Regions from separate parts of the Mus musculus genome. Here region 2 is linked to region 1. The links are chromatin contacts, called in public Hi-C maps. All regions are on one chromosome and are shown on one strand. Each heading gives the region's core, a stretch centred on a gene start, on an enhancer-like site or on the middle of the called end of the contact. The rest is flanking DNA. Distances are from core to core; before and after follow the strand shown. Region 1 overlaps Gm5089 (predicted gene 5089). Region 2 has its middle 7.8 kb from the start of Gm33769.

Region 1 (7,509 bases), core at 2,480-4,979:
TCTTCTCTTCTCTCTCTCTCTCTCTCTCTCTCTCTCTCTCTCTCTCTCTCTCTCTCTCTCTTTCTCTCTCTCTCTCTAAGGCTCCTTCCTTATGGGTGCAGGTCACCCTGGGAATAGTGAGGACTTGGGCCACACAGTTGGGTGGATGCTGGACATTCAGGTAGCTGAAGGCCCTGTCTCCTCAGCTGATCAAAAGGGGAATCTTCAAAGGGCCACTTTCATAGGGCATATGTCCATGGCAACACTTGGGGCCAGGTTTTGGGGTGTTGCTGTTGTTTATTTTTGAGTAGTTGAAGAAACTGAGACTTAGAGAATATCTAAGTGTGAATGTAACAACTGATTAGTGAGAGAGCCAGGACCAGAGTGCTAATTGATGGGGAGAGACCCACAAGCCCTAGTTTTAACAATACACTGTTTTTGGAGCTCATACCTGGCAGGTGAGGAATGAGAGCAGACAAGTGTCCCAAGGAGCACAACAATGTCCAACGTGTGCACTATGTGAGCGCACACACACCTAAAGAAGTCTTCCAGTAACAATCCAGTATAACATACTGGGAGAGAGGCAGTCCTGTAGCCCTCTGAGGGGCTGAGGAGCCCTCACAGGCAGGCGTGTCTGGAAAGCTTAGGAGTCTTGAGAATGATGGAAAGGGACTTCAAAAAAAGTCCCTGCAGTTAGAGAAGCCAGTACTACACACACAGGAAAGGGTGACCACAGCAGCCAGATTGTCTCAGGCAAGCCTGGGAGAAGCGCCATAGAGCTCTCAGCCTACAGGAATTCCTGGTAACTCTGTCATAGGGTTTAGACTGTTACTGTGTCTCCCCACCCTGTGTGTGTATGTGTGTGTGTGTGTGTGTGTGTGTGTGTTCATCCATGGAGGTTTGAGGATTACTTTGGGCTCTTGCCTCTAACCTTTCCAAGCCCGTCTTTTTCTGATTTCCGCCCCTATACCACATATTATACACTAAGCCACCTTCAATTTTCTGCTCCAGTTTCCCAGTTTCTCTGTTTTGCACCTCATGCTCTGCCAAAGAAGTTCTAAGATTACAGATGCCTATCACTGTATCTGGGCTTTTGTCTGGTTTTTTGTTTGTTTGTTTGTTTTCTTGTTTTTTCTCAGTATGTTCCAGAAACCAAACTCCAGTCAGCTGGGTTGCTTAGCAAGTGTTTTTATGGGATGAGCAAACCATCTATTCACCCTCCTCGTCAGAAAAACCCAGGGGCTCCCACTGACCTGTCCCTTCTGTCCTCTGGTGCTTAGGGGATATAAAGCTGGATACCCAGAGTATTCCTCTGCAGACACCACAAGGAGCCCTCTGAAGGCAGCAGAACACTCCTTGTCTTTGTGACACTAGCTGTGTATCTAAAGGACAAAGGCAAATTAGTTCCTTGTTTAAGAACAAAAAAAAAACAAACCCAAAAACCAAACAAACAACCTGGGTTAAACCAGCTAGACATCCTTAAGAGAAGAAAGAAAGAAAGAAAGAAAGAAAGAGAGAGAGAGAGAGAGAGAGAGAGAGAGAGAGAGAGAGAGAGAGAGAGAAAGAAAGAAAGAAAGAAAGAAGAAAGAAAGAAGAGAAAAGAAAAAAAATCCAGCTTGTCTTTACTGCTTCCAGCTTGTCTTCACAGCTTCCAACTCAGCAGATAGATAGTATGACTCACAGTATTGGTCCCCTCTTGTATTTCTTTCTTTAAACATTACTTTCTTTCTCTCTTATTTATTGTGTGTGTTGTCAGAGGACAACTTGCAGGAGTAGGTTCTCTCCTTCCACCACTTAAGTCTGAGGGACCAGGCACGGAGGTGAGGGTTTTTATGGGCTAAGCCCATCTAACTAGTTTCCTTTGCCTCTAGCCTCAAGAGAGAAAGTTTTGTTATTCGCATAAAGAATTTTTCCCCCTAGAGCTCCTCCCATGCCCCAAGACCCTAACCTAAGGAATATGTGTGGGTTTTTTTGTTTGTTTGTTTGTTTTTTGTTTAGTTTGCCTGTGAGGAATCTACAAGAATGTTGGGGTTGGGGTGCCTGGCACAGCAGAGCCTTTAACACCAGCAGTGGCAGGTACATCTCTATCTTTAAGCCTGATCTACAAAGGAACTTCCAAGCCACACAGGGCTTCAGATAGACCCTGTCTCAACACCTCCCCTTCCAAAATTGGCTGAGACTGAAGCAGACTCCTCCACGGTTACTGAGTTCCATGTGGGGTCTTAAGAGGCTGCTGGCTTTAATTTAACTTAGGGTGCTGTAGTTCCAGTCTAGAAGTCTGGTTCGGTTTCCAAGTAAGAGGTCACCTATGAGAAAGTCAACTCACCTTGACCAATCTTCTAGCTGTGGCTGAGCACGGCTTTGCATGGTCTGGTCATCAGATCAGCAACTAGCAGGTCCTCTAGGCAAGTCTGTGGAACCATGTGCATACTACAGAAGGGCGGACCTCATTCCTCAGACCTCACCATGCCTTTGCATGGCTCACACACTGCAGAGACCGTTTTCCAAGGGAGAGATACAGGGAAGAGTATGGATTGCTGGATTTTCGAATGTTTTAAATGATTCTTTGTTTGGTTGATTGGTTTTGTTGTTGTTGGTGGTGGTGGTGGTGGTGATGGTTGGTTTTTGAGACAGGGTTTATCTGTGTAGCCCTGGCTATCCTAGAACTTGCTCTGTAGACCAGGTGGGCCTTGAACCCACAGAGATCGGCCTGCTTCTGCCTTTTGAATGTATGTGCCTTCACTGCCTGGCAACGTTTTTGTTTTTTGTTTTGGTTTTGTTTTGTGTTTTTGTTTTTGTTTTTGAGACAGGGTTTCTCTGTATAGCCCTGGCTGTCCTGGAACTCACTCTGTAGATAAGGCTGGCCTTGAACTCAGAAATCCACCTGCCTCTGCCTCCCAAATGCTGAGATTAAAGGCATGCGCCACCACTGCCCGGCTGCCTGGCAACGTTTTAAATTCTTTTTTCCCTTTCATTAATTAATTTATTCACTATGTAGATCTATTTATCTATGTAGACCTAGCTAATGTGGAACTCACTATACAGACTAGGTTGGCCTTGAACTAACATAGGTCCCCCTGCCTCTGCTTCCCAAGTGCTGGCGTGCTCCATGGGTACTTCGATTTGAAGAGAACTCATCTGTGGATCGCTCTGTGACTTTTGGACAGTTGTCTGACATCCAGGGAACTCAACAGGTGTTGGCTGAATATGAATTTAGTTAAATATTCGTGAGCGCAGCGATTCCCCTTAAGACCTTCGGGGGAGGGGGGATATATTTACTCACATCTGCTTCTTTCTTACCCTGGGGAATTAGAATTTGTGGTTTTCTCTCGCAGACGTGCAGAGAAATCCACAAAGTTGCTTGTGGCATCTGGGGAAATGTTAACCAGGAAGCTGGCTAGGCAGAAGACGTGGATCTTTCCAGGTCTTATGCCCTACAGATGGGTCATCTTTTAGAGAGTGGAACTCAGATCCAGTACACCAGGACTCGCCCAGGACTTGCCTGGCGTTTGGCGTCTCCCCCAGAATTCTTTACACATGGCCCAGGAGCCAACTTCGGTGTTTACGACACACCCGGGCGGCGGATCCCCTGGACGGGCTATGGGCCCCGCGCAGGTGTCCGGCCTGTGCACGGGGTGCGCGGGGGCCCAGGAGCCCCGAGAAAGACGTTATTGTTACACTGTAACGAGTCTGATTAACTCGCTCCTGACACTTTCTCTTAGTTTCTTCGGCTCCTAGCAACCAGGCACAAAGGCGAAGGATTGTCCCCGGCTCCGCGGGGACACGGGCAGCCTTTGATCTCGCACCATTACAGCCCGGCTGCGCGACAGGCTCACGGGGTCCGGGAGGCCCGCAGTCCTGGCCACTGGGCCACGGGGATCCCCCCACTGCGGCCCCGGCCTAGCCTGGCCGCTGCGCCCCAGCACTGCTACACCGGTGTAAGTCATCACGCAGGGAAGGGCAGCGGTCTCCGAAATGTGCCCAAGGCCTGGTCTCTACTCCGGGGCGACGCCCGCGCACCGATGCATGCGGTGTGTGGTGCGGAACAGAAGAACATCTACCTACACGCGTGTCCTGACCGTTTGAGCACGTCTCCTTCCTAAGCGGTACGGGAGTTCCAGGCTTGCCTTGCTCTTCCCGTCCGAAGGAGCGAAAGAAAACCCAGCCGGTCAGTCACAATGAAAAAAGAAAGGGGGAAAAATTATGTAAAAGGAAGGACACAGTTACATAGTCCTCGAAAACGTAAATAACCTGCTTAGACGAAACTGAGTAGATCGCCACAAATTGCGTGTCCAGGAGGACTTTGGTGCCTTCCTGGCGCTTGCTTTGTATTTCTGGCTATCTTTACGGATTCTGAAGGAGGTGGGGTGTCAAATAATTACTAGAATCTAAACAAACCATGTCCACCAGCGACAAAAGTCACCCACCACAGAACCGGGACAAGCTGCCGGGTCCCACTGCGCAAGTTTTACAGGTACTAAAAAGTAATTTCCGTTCCAGTTCGGGTCGCTTACTTAGCCATCCCTGGCCCCAGTTGAAAACAGAGGGTGGGAAGAAAGAAGAGTTAGGCTTTAGCATTTCAATGTTAGGGTCAGGTAATTACTTCCCCTAAATTACAAAGTGAGGGCTTTGCAGGGGGCCCTCCCGGGAGAGGGCACTGTTCCCAAGCCCTGGATTTACAGACCCTTCTTGTGCTCTCCACTGGTAATAATATTCACAAGTTCCCGTGGAAAAAAAAACGCAGAGGATTCAGATGGCAAAATAAATGCAAGCTCTAAAAGCATACTGTCCTGAGGAAGAAAGAGGAAGGGGTGTGTGTTGGGGGGGAGGGGACAAGGGGAGCTGTAAAGCCCGTATTCTCTCCTCTTCCTGTGCCAACTAAGAAAATTCCATAGTCTCTAAATAAAGTTTCCCCAACTCCCACAAAACTATTGAGTGCAAAGGTGTTCCTGGCGATAATGACTTCTATTTTAGAGAGCGGAACACCGCATGGTTGGTTCTATTTATCCAGCAAAATATGCCAGGCAATCAAAGACTTTCAAATTCAAACTACAGGCGGTGAAGTCTTCATCCCCGGGACACTATTTCCCGACCTGTCTCTAGAGCAGTGGGGGCCAGTGTGGCCCTGTGGAAAACTGGAGACAAGGCTGAAGAAAGTCCCTAACTTGCCGTCCCAGGGGTGCCCCCCAACCAGCCAGAATTCTCCTTACCCTTTCAATAAAACATGACTGTGCCGATACAATCCTCTATACATTAAAATGAGTTTGTCACAGATTGTCATTAAGACCTCAGTAAAACAATGAAGACATTATTGGGCACCCCCCCCCCCTCGGGCAAGGTATTAAAGGCATAAAGCAATCGACACCACACGGGTCCTATTGAGATTAATGAAAAAATTATGCAAAAAGAATCGCAATTTCATTTTCCCGTGACGAGGCTTTGCGTCCGTCCAGTCATTCTCGCATCGCACCTGATGATTTATTAAACTAATCTGTGGAGATCAACCGCTGATGTTCTCAGCTCAATCTTGTCCTGGCTCATTTTCTAAGTAATTGTTTCTCATTAGTTCTGATAATGTTTTAATAGTGTTATCCATAATTTAGCCCCCTAGAATTAATAACAAGGGGGTGATACAGGCAAAGTGGCTGCCATTGAGCTACATAAAAATATAAACAGGTATGTTTTTTTAATTAATCTGATGAGCAGCCAAGTCCCCTTCCCACCTCATCACCCACGTCTGTGTCCCTACGGCAGACTCAGCCTTGGTGGCTCACTCAGCCTTGGTGGCATTTCTCTTTGTCTGCTCCTTACTAGGGGATGTGGGTTGGAGAAGTGGGATGCCTGCTTCCTTGCTACTCCACGTTTTAGATTTCTGTCTCCTGGGGAATGAGGGCTATGGGACCTCTCTTCTGGGGGCCCTTGTATCTTCTCAGATGACTGGCAATTGGCCTACATCTTTGCCTCCTGTGGGCCCCGGTCTTGTGATCCTACCTAAAGTGGTATTTCTTAATTATGAAGATGATTGATCCGAGGTCTGAGAAGGCTTAGCCAATGAGAGAGATCGTTTTGAGCTGGATACGGTGAAGGACATCAGGACTTTGGAGGAGGAAGACGCAGGAGGACTCTCATGAGTTTGATGCTAGCCTGGGATACATATCAAGATTCTGATTCAAAGGCAAAACCAGAACCAAACAGGGTGTTTTTGTATGGATAAGGAAGTTAGGGGACAAGGATTCCGAGATACTCTAACATGGTGAGGACATAGGAGTCCCTACCACTGTTGTGGAGTGGGAGAGGCCTAACTAGGCCCTGTTCTCAGTACCACTTTGAAGGGTTGCTTTTCGTTTGTTTGTTTGTTTGTTTGTTTGTTTGTTTTAGAGACAGGGTTTCTCTGTGTAGCCATGGCTGTCCTGGAACTCACTTTGTAGACCAGGCTGACCTTGAACTCAGAAATCCGCCTGCCTCTGCCTTGAAGGGTTGCTTTTTCTTAAGGTCTCCATGACTTCCACCATACAGGTGGGGCTTCCTCAGAGGGAGGCCCCTGTATGCTTTGGGTCGACCTGAACGACTGGGATGGAGGCCAGAACATGTGCCCCTCATCTTTTTTTAGCGCCAACAGCTTATCTGAAATCAGTACTGCTCTAACACTCTGAGCGTGTGTACATGTGTGTGAGTGTGCACATGCATTCATGCCCTCCATTCCCTGCTGGCTTATGAGCAGTCTTTGTTTCCACCAGCATGGACCCCTGTGGGTCGGCTTACTTTGTGCACACCTGACTTCATGACTCCCAGATGCAGCCTGGGGCCTGGGCATTTCTTACCCAGAGTGCCCCTGTCCTCTGTCCTGAAGCACCAATGGCCAGAGGCTAGCTGGATCTTCCCACTCCCATATGCCTTTCCAGAAACTCTGGGGTAGCACAGAGCAGCCCAGGTGAGGAATGGCTATCTCTCAATGAGGGAAAGGAGAGAGACACACAAGGTCCAAAGCAGGTGGCCCCAGCCCAACGCCTCAGCTCTGTTTAAGAGTTAGCCCTTCAGGTCCCTTGCTTGTGAATACCCGTGTCTCAAGAATGTTTCTCCAGATCCATCAGCTCTGGGGTTGGCTTCAGCCACTTGCTAGCCAGGGTGGTTTTCTCCTTCCTACCTTGCACTGGGGTGCATGGTGGCCATGGTAACAGTAGTTTCTGACCTGGCATTGGTGCGATGATGTGGTATCCACCTCCTAGGGTTTTCTGTAGGAACTAGAAGGATAGAATCAGGGGTGAGAAGTAGACTCGGGGATGGGGCACACACCAGGGGCCATGAAGGGAATCCACCAAAAGGGCCCAGGAGGAGGAGGAAAATGAAACTGGAAAACAACTGTTTTCTATTTACAAATTTAAATAAACAGCACAGCCTTCCCCGTGGTGTTTGTCTAAGAGGAGCAGCTATGCTGCTGAGTAGGTCGTGAAAAGGTTGGTGCGGAGTTTTAAACGTCCCATTCTGCTAATTTCTTAAAAGAACAGTGGTTCAGAGTCTCTGCACAAAAGC
Region 2 (7,509 bases), core at 2,542-5,041, 84 kb before region 1:
ATTAAAAATCGACCTGCAGCCCTCTCTGCTGTCTGGGGTGGTGAGTCAGGGTGCTGTCCTGGTCAGCATCTGTACCACACCCAGCTCTGTCTACTGGGCAGAGGGGTGCAGTGACTTGCCCAAGGTCACAGCAGTGTGCAGTTGATAGACTGTACTCTCCACAAGGCAGGGCTCCTTGTTTTATTCTCTGCTGTGTCCCAAGTACCATGAAAAATATTTAGCACATAACAGGCACTCAATAAACACATGGTTTGATTGCCCCCCAAAAAAATCCTAATTAAAAAAATATACTGTATGAAAAGAAAAATGAAAGGGTAATTAAAACTGGAACTCCATGATAAAGTTTTGATGAGGTTCCCATCTGCCTTAGTTAATGTTCTATTATTGTGGAGAGATACCATGACCAAAGCAACTCTTACAAAAGAAAGCATTTAATTGGAGGCTGGCTTATCGGTTCAGGAGGTTTAGTCTGTTATCATCATGATAGGAAGGAGACAGACACAGTACTGGAGCAGCAGCTGAGTGTTTTATATCCTCATTTGTAGGCAGCAGGCAGAGAGACAGAGACAGACAGAGACACAGATACAGGCACAGAGATAGACAAAGACAATCGGAGACAAACAAAGTCAGAGATAGAGGGCCTGGCAGGGCTTTTGAAACCCACACCTAATGACACACCTCCTCCAACAAGGCCATACTTCCTCTAACAAGGCCACACTTCTTAATCCTTCCTATATACTTCAACAACTGGGGACTAAACATGGAAACATATGAGTCTATGGGGTCACTTAGCCAAGGCCGTCATTCAAACACCACACCATCCATAATGGGGCAGGACTTTGTAGTGAATGATACAGCTGTCCTCTGTGTGTCTGTAAGTGGCCACTCATGAGTGCTCTCTATAAGCAAGCCTAACAAATCCACTACTCTCACCAAGCTAGACTTCAGTGAATTTCCACTTTAGTCTGTTGCTGGGACCCATCACGGGTAAACGGGCACTTGTTTGTGTCTTCACAGGAAATGTTATATTCCAATTTAAAAGGCCATTCTCTTGTCCCCATATCCCTTCTCAACATAGAAACATTGGGATTACATTACAGATGTGCCCACCTATACAGTCTAAGCTGTTTCTGTAAATCAAGTCCATACATGAACAAGTCTGTAAGGATAAGAAGATATTCACTGAGCTGCATGGACCTGGGAGACTCAAAAGCCTCTGCAGGATATCGTGAGCAAAGAGAAGAGCTAATAGTTAATCTAGAAACAAAGAGCTTGATGCTTACAATAGAATAACTACAATGCACCTGAGATCCTGACTCTAGGAATTCTCTCTAGTGAAAAGTACTTTCAGTGTTCCATGAAGAAATTACACTTTAAATTTAAAAAACAAAACAAAACAGTATCAAAACTAGTGACAGAGTATACATTTTGGAATCTTCTGGCAGAATATGTGACAGAAAAGCACCAAGGAACACTGCAAACCCTTGGCATCTTCACAATATCAACACAGTCATAACCAGCTATGTTCAGGGAAAGTAATCACACACTAGAGATGTCAGACAGTAAGGACAACAACCCTGACACTATCATAGTACACACAGATAGGTAACAATAGGGCATGGCAAAGCCCACAGAAGGAAGTAAATAGTTAAAGAAAAGCAGGGTTTGGTAGCATACACCTGTAACTCTTTAACACTTGTAAGGTAGAGGCAAACAGATCAGGAATTCAAGGACAGCCTACCTATCAAATTCCAGGCCAACCTTGGCTAAGTGAGACCTTATCTCAAAATTAAAATTAAAAGCTGAAAATAAGATTTAAAAATGTATGGTACCATTATCTATTTTATGCCTTAGAGAAGTTTTGAGTTCTATCAGCACTGGATGCCATGTTAAGAAACAGGGCAAGAACACTGGTAACAAACACAGAACAAGAGCTGGGACTAATTTAACCACATGGTCAAGGTATAGGAGTAATATATCAAAGCTTTAAACTGACTATTAGAAAAATTACTACTTAGAAAAGTAAGTTGTTCCTCAAATAGCCACATTTTGCTAATATATTACACTGAAGATAATTATACTTCTGTGATGTTTTAAATCAATACTTTGACTCTATAAGAATACTATCATTTTTAATAACTGAAAATTTCTACATTTCCCTTTGGTATAAACACTTTAAAACAGATAGAAATAGAATGCCCACTGAAATCCTTCCCAGAATGATGACCAATATGAAAAAACCATCACACCAAAACTAAAACTGAGTTAGACCAGTTTCCCTTCTCTAAGAAAAGAGAGTTAATAGCACTAGCGTTTAATCTACCTTCCATACAATCTGTCCTTTCAGTTTAAGATAATGCTTCACCCTTATTTCAGTTTTCAAAATGCCAGGAAAAACTTTTTTTTTTTTTTTTTTTTTTTTTTTTTTTTTTTTTTTTTTTTTTTTTTTTTTTTTGCTTTTCTGGAAAGAAAATGAATACAGAAATGTAAGTGGTTTGGTAATCCAGATCCAAAATGAAAGCCCACACTTTATCTTTCCTACTGTCTTTTTGCCAGAAGAAGCAAGCATTCATCCTAACATCCTGAAAAGGAGGAGCGAAGGTCAGAGCAGTGTCACAGGCAACAAGTGTTTGAAGGGAAAAAAAGGACATAAAGGAAAAAGTTGAAAGAAGAAACACAATTCCAAATTACTGAGTATGGACCCTATATTAATATATACTGTGCGGACACTTGATCTTCCTTTATGGGCTGGATAAAGGCTCCTCTGAGGCATTTCTAATTAGGGATGACTACAAGGAGCCAACGGAAAGCAAAGCGCTCTATAAGGTACCAGCATCTCAGAGAAGTCTCTTCCCTGGGAGCCCACAGTTAAAAACAGCTGCACAGTTAAATGAAGGAGTGGTGAATACTTCAGGTATCAGTTAAATTTTCTCTTTCTTCTCCTACTCTTCTTCCTCCTCCTCTTTATGAATTCGTATTATTTTTAAAAGACGACACATGTTTGAACACTCCTCCGTCTCAGGAAACAGTGCATGTCTAGCTGAGGGGTGGGGAAGCATGTAATGAGGAAGAGCTCATTTTTTTTAAGAGCTGATATTTTTTTTACAACGTTCTTTAAAACTGAAAAACCTCTTTAAACACCAGGAGGAGCTTAAATAACTCATTCTGGGCCTGAGGGTTCCATGTGGACAGTCCCTATCTCTGGTCTGCTTCTGGCAGTGTTCTCCTGGATTCTAACCATGACGGTAGGCCCAACAAGCCCTCACAAAGACTCCAAAGCTCCAGGCTTCACCCATGCCTGTGCTCTCTGGTCTTCAGGGTGCACCTCAGAGGGTTGTATGTGGCTTGTCCCACATGGAGCTTGGTCCCAGAAACGCAGACAAGGTAGCCTCGCTAGTTGCCAGGAGCAATGAAAATGCAAGCCTTTAGGCTCGAAGTGAGTCTGACCATCCCTCCACAAGCCTCCACTTCCAGGCCCCGATTGCAGAAAGCAAACCAAGTCTGCCCAGCCTGGGGCCTTGTGTAGGGCGCCCCAGCCTTGGCCATTGTTTAGTCCTGAGGAGTTGATGAGAGTTGCTTGCTCCCCTGTCCCTGGGGTCCGGCAGCTGCGAAGCGCGGTAGGGCGAGGAAGGAGCGCGGAGCCCTCCTGGCGGGGCGGGAAGGCTGGGCTGCACCCCGCGGGCCGCAGGGAGCCGCGCACCTGCCCCGCCCACCTCCAGCCGAGCACCGACCTCCTCCAGCCCCCGCCCTCGCTGCGCTGCGCGGCTCAGGTGCGCGGACCCAGAACCTTTCGGTTCTCGAATGCCCCCTGTCAAAGGACAGTTTAGATGCCCTCGAGCGAGCCGGGCTCTCCGCGGTAGCATCTAAGGCTCCCAGAAGGAAGTGTGATGGAGGATTCCGTCTTGCCTCACTTCCAGAGTTGAAAGCTGGAAAGCCGTCGGTTCTGCACAGAGGAGCAGTCGGGAGCGAGCTACCAGCCGCTGATGAAAATAATTGTTCTCGCACGCACTGTCCTGTGCCCAGAGGCGCACGTGCGCGCACGCGAACACACACACACACACACACACACACACACACACACACACACACACGCCTCTTTAGCTGCCCAACCTTAGTATTCTGATCATGCAGTTTTCAACAACTTGCTTGACACAATAACAAAGACATTTAAATGCCAGGACGCAGACTTCACTTTTTAACCTGCTGAGAGGAGCTACTTTCAAAGCTTCCCCACAGCGAATAAACTGACAAAAAATATGGGGTGCACTTATAAATTAAACACCTTACCCTCAAAGCAACGTTTGTTAATCAGGTTTCTAAAGCAATAGCCGTGTCTGTCTTTCTATTCACCCAAATAATGCCCCAAGAAGGAACCCCCTCACACAGGAGAGAGCTGGGGAAAAATGAATTATACCCATAGCTAGTAAAACTCATCTTAAATCAATAGAACACCACTTGAACTTGAGTTTCCATTGTTTCACTGGACCATCAATGTTTTTAATTAAACAGAGCTACCCTTTCTGCTAAAACATTACATAAAAGGGTTAGGTTTCTACTTTTGTTGAGGCAGCTGGCGTTTGTTGGCTGTTGTGTTTGAGCAACAGACTGTTCAATAGAAGCGAGAAATAGCTCAACGCGCTCTTAATAGACCTGTTTCGACAATGTACCTTGAAAAGGAATACATTGTGTTATTGTGTTAGTTTGCTACAAACCTATTAGAAGAAAAATAGCGTCCATCAGGTCTAACAAAACGCATTTGTATTATACGCACTTATCTGCTTCAAATACACTTCTTGGCACAATGTCTAGGATTCAACTAGATCATCAAGAGCTGGACAGAAGAACACATACCAGTTAGGTAATGATACACAGGCTAAAAATAATAATAAAGAAAGGCTTACTCAGGCCATAATTGCGACTTTTTATTTTTGATGAAGATGCAAACAGCCCTACTTTACATTAAAAACGTGTGGGTTTCTTCGACAAAAAAAAAAAAAAAAAAAATTAAAGATTTGTATCGTGTGACTATTGATCCAGATCCCACAGTTGGAACAAATCTGATCCATTTTCGATAACAATTTGTTTCGGGGAAGGATGCAGGGCAGAAATATAGTATTTTAAAAGCAGAATTAAACGGCTCAAAGATCCGGGTTCTTTAGGGAAATGTGTGAAACAAACAAATCGAAAGCAAGGGTTCCAGCCAAGAGGTTGGGGAGTAGCGCTGCCTAGCAGCAGGAAAGGAAGCACTTCTTGGAAAATCCTCTCTTAAAAATGAATTTAAAGTTTGTTTTAAAGGCATTTTGAACAGAGAGTGAAACTTGAAGCATAGAAATAGGTGGCATTTCAGCGACATGCCTACTGTCTCTTGTACTTCAAACTTTAAGGGGAAAAAAAGAGTCAAATGATGAAGCTAATTTCACTCTGAAATTACTTAGTAGAAAAGATAGCTAAAGTGCTATGCACCCTCCAGGCATCTGCAGAAAACCACGTGCTTTCTAGCCTGCATATTTGGTTTTTCAGCTGCAAGATTGTTGAGAACACAAGAGAATGGTAGGTTGCTAACAGTTCAACTGCATGAGGTAGAGAGAGAGAGAGAGAGAGAGAGAGAGAGAGAGAGAGAGAGAGAACTGACATAAGCTACAATAGCATCCTATGTAAAAATCTATAGTTAAAACTAAATGAGATATTTTGCCCAAATAACTTATTTGTTACATTTCTGAATTAATAAGTTATTGCATGAAAATTTTAAAAAATGTTATTCTGTAACTTTAGACAATGTTCTTGCTATTTTTACAAAATAGCTTGTTAGATTCTTCCAAAAAGCAATTTGAAGTCAGGTGACTAATGTAACTGATCTCTTCATTTGAAACATTTTCTTTAAAAGTGTGTGTGTGTGTGTGTGTGTGTGTGTGTGTGTGTGTGTGTGTTGGATAGTAGTATAGATATAAGTGGTACTTTAAGACTTTTCACTGATAGCTCCATCTCACTGTGTCCAAATCTAATTTTTAAAGCTATTTTATTTGGATTTCAAAAATGGAAATGAAATCCTCTTCCTCAAATTGCATATTATAAAATGAGTTTCTCAAATGTATAAGTTTGACAGAAGAGTAGACATTTTTAAGTTTGACCTTTTTTATTTTACATATACACAAATATACCAAATATAAAAGGACTTTTTTAAAGTCTGTGATTTTCAACTTTAAAAAATATTTTGGGGGTGCTAAAGTTAAGTTTTACAGGGGATGTATATTCGATGTATTTTAATTTGAAGAGATTTTTCAAATCAGCAAATATTTACTAAACAGAGCCTTTGAAAGCCCAGCAAAGGAAGAAAAAGCAAGAGCCTTGCCTTGAAGGTAAACTATGATCAGACTCTTTGTGTTGTACATAATCTTGAAAATCTTCAACTCTCCACCCTTACAAAGGATCTTCAGTAGGATATGAAGACTAAGTATTTCTATTTATTTCTCTACAATTAAGAATATGCATTATGGGGCTGGAGAGATGGCTCAGTCGTTAAAGGCTAGGCTCACAACCAAAAATATAAGAATATGCATTATGATTTGTCTCTACTTAAAGAATAAAAGATCAAATAAACAGATTTCTGTTAACCTTTCCATTTTTTTAGAAGTTATGTTTTTTATTGTTATTTTCTTATTGCTGATACCTAAAAAGAGTTTTAACATTCATCCTAAGCAGCATCTAACGTGAAAAATTTTGGAAAACGTGTTTTCAAAGTACATACATATTTTTGGTTTGCCTCCAGTTAGTAAATGAATTATCATGTCCAATTTCCTTTTGGAATTTGCTTGCCTTTTAGCTCAGAGGTAAGGGGAGTGAATGGGATCAATATATTTTAAGCTTGTCTGCCACACAAGATTATTTCAATGCCATCCTTTGCTGTTGTGTCTCAAAACACAGTGGCCAAGCCCACTGCCGGCCGCCCAGACATTCAGCCGAATCCACCCCTGGGCACAGTCTTCAGAAGGAAAAGATTCGGCTTCCAAAGTTGATTAAAAACAGCCTAGAAATGTCTGCACTCAAAGACATGTGTGGTTGAAGAGCCCAGTAAACTGCTGCAGAGAGGAGGTAGCTGGGGTCTAAGTGTGCTTCACTGGGGAATATGCGGGAGCTTAAAGCAAATCAGATAGACTACAGAAGGGTATCATGTCCACCAAAACCCACAGGTAAAACTCACTCTGTATGATTTGAGTACTGAAAGAGACTGGTTCATATTCTCTCTCTCTCTCTCTCTCTCTCTCTCTCTCTCTCTCTCTCTCTCTCTCTCTCCACCTTAATTTGAAAGAAAAGGAAATGTACACACAGCAGAGACCTACAGAGATATTTGGAAATTGTGGACTTGCTTTGAGTAACTAAGAGACCTTTTGTTTCTCATTTGGCAAACACTTCAAAATATACTCCTCCCTTAAAGTTACCTCCTGGAAGATATAATTAAAAGGCAAGAACTAAGACAGAAAGTGAACTAGGAATGAGGCATATATAGCTTGG

Evidence for each region. A called contact is a pair of places that touch in the nucleus more often than the background predicts.
Region 2: a contact with region 1 is called in a Hi-C map of cerebellum, with 1.8 times the contacts expected there. The contact joins two enhancer-like sites. A contact is called at or near these places in 2 of 39 promoter capture datasets (the C10 cell line and cranial neural crest), 5 of 484 Hi-C or Micro-C datasets (cerebellum, granulosa cells, hemogenic endothelial cells and 2 more) and 2 of 115 datasets of contacts at active chromatin or transcription factors (both in embryonic stem cells).

What each region holds. Positions count from the first base shown.
Region 1 is chr14:122,403,166-122,410,674 of GRCm38.p6, reverse strand. All of the region lies in intron 1 of Gm5089 (predicted gene 5089), which reads left to right. Among named protein-coding and RNA genes, the nearest start is that of Gm25464, 19 kb to the right of the region's middle. Within about 2 kb of position 3,729, at least 69 of the 459 cell types and tissues checked have an H3K27ac peak or open chromatin away from gene starts, as enhancers often do. A contact at or near this core is called in cerebellum, where this site is marked.
Region 2 is chr14:122,487,068-122,494,576 of GRCm38.p6, reverse strand. It overlaps a transcript of Pcca not described here. Among named protein-coding and RNA genes, the nearest start is that of Gm33769, 7.8 kb to the right of the region's middle. Within about 2 kb of position 3,791, at least 42 of the 459 cell types and tissues checked have an H3K27ac peak or open chromatin away from gene starts, as enhancers often do. A contact at or near this core is called in cerebellum, where this site is marked.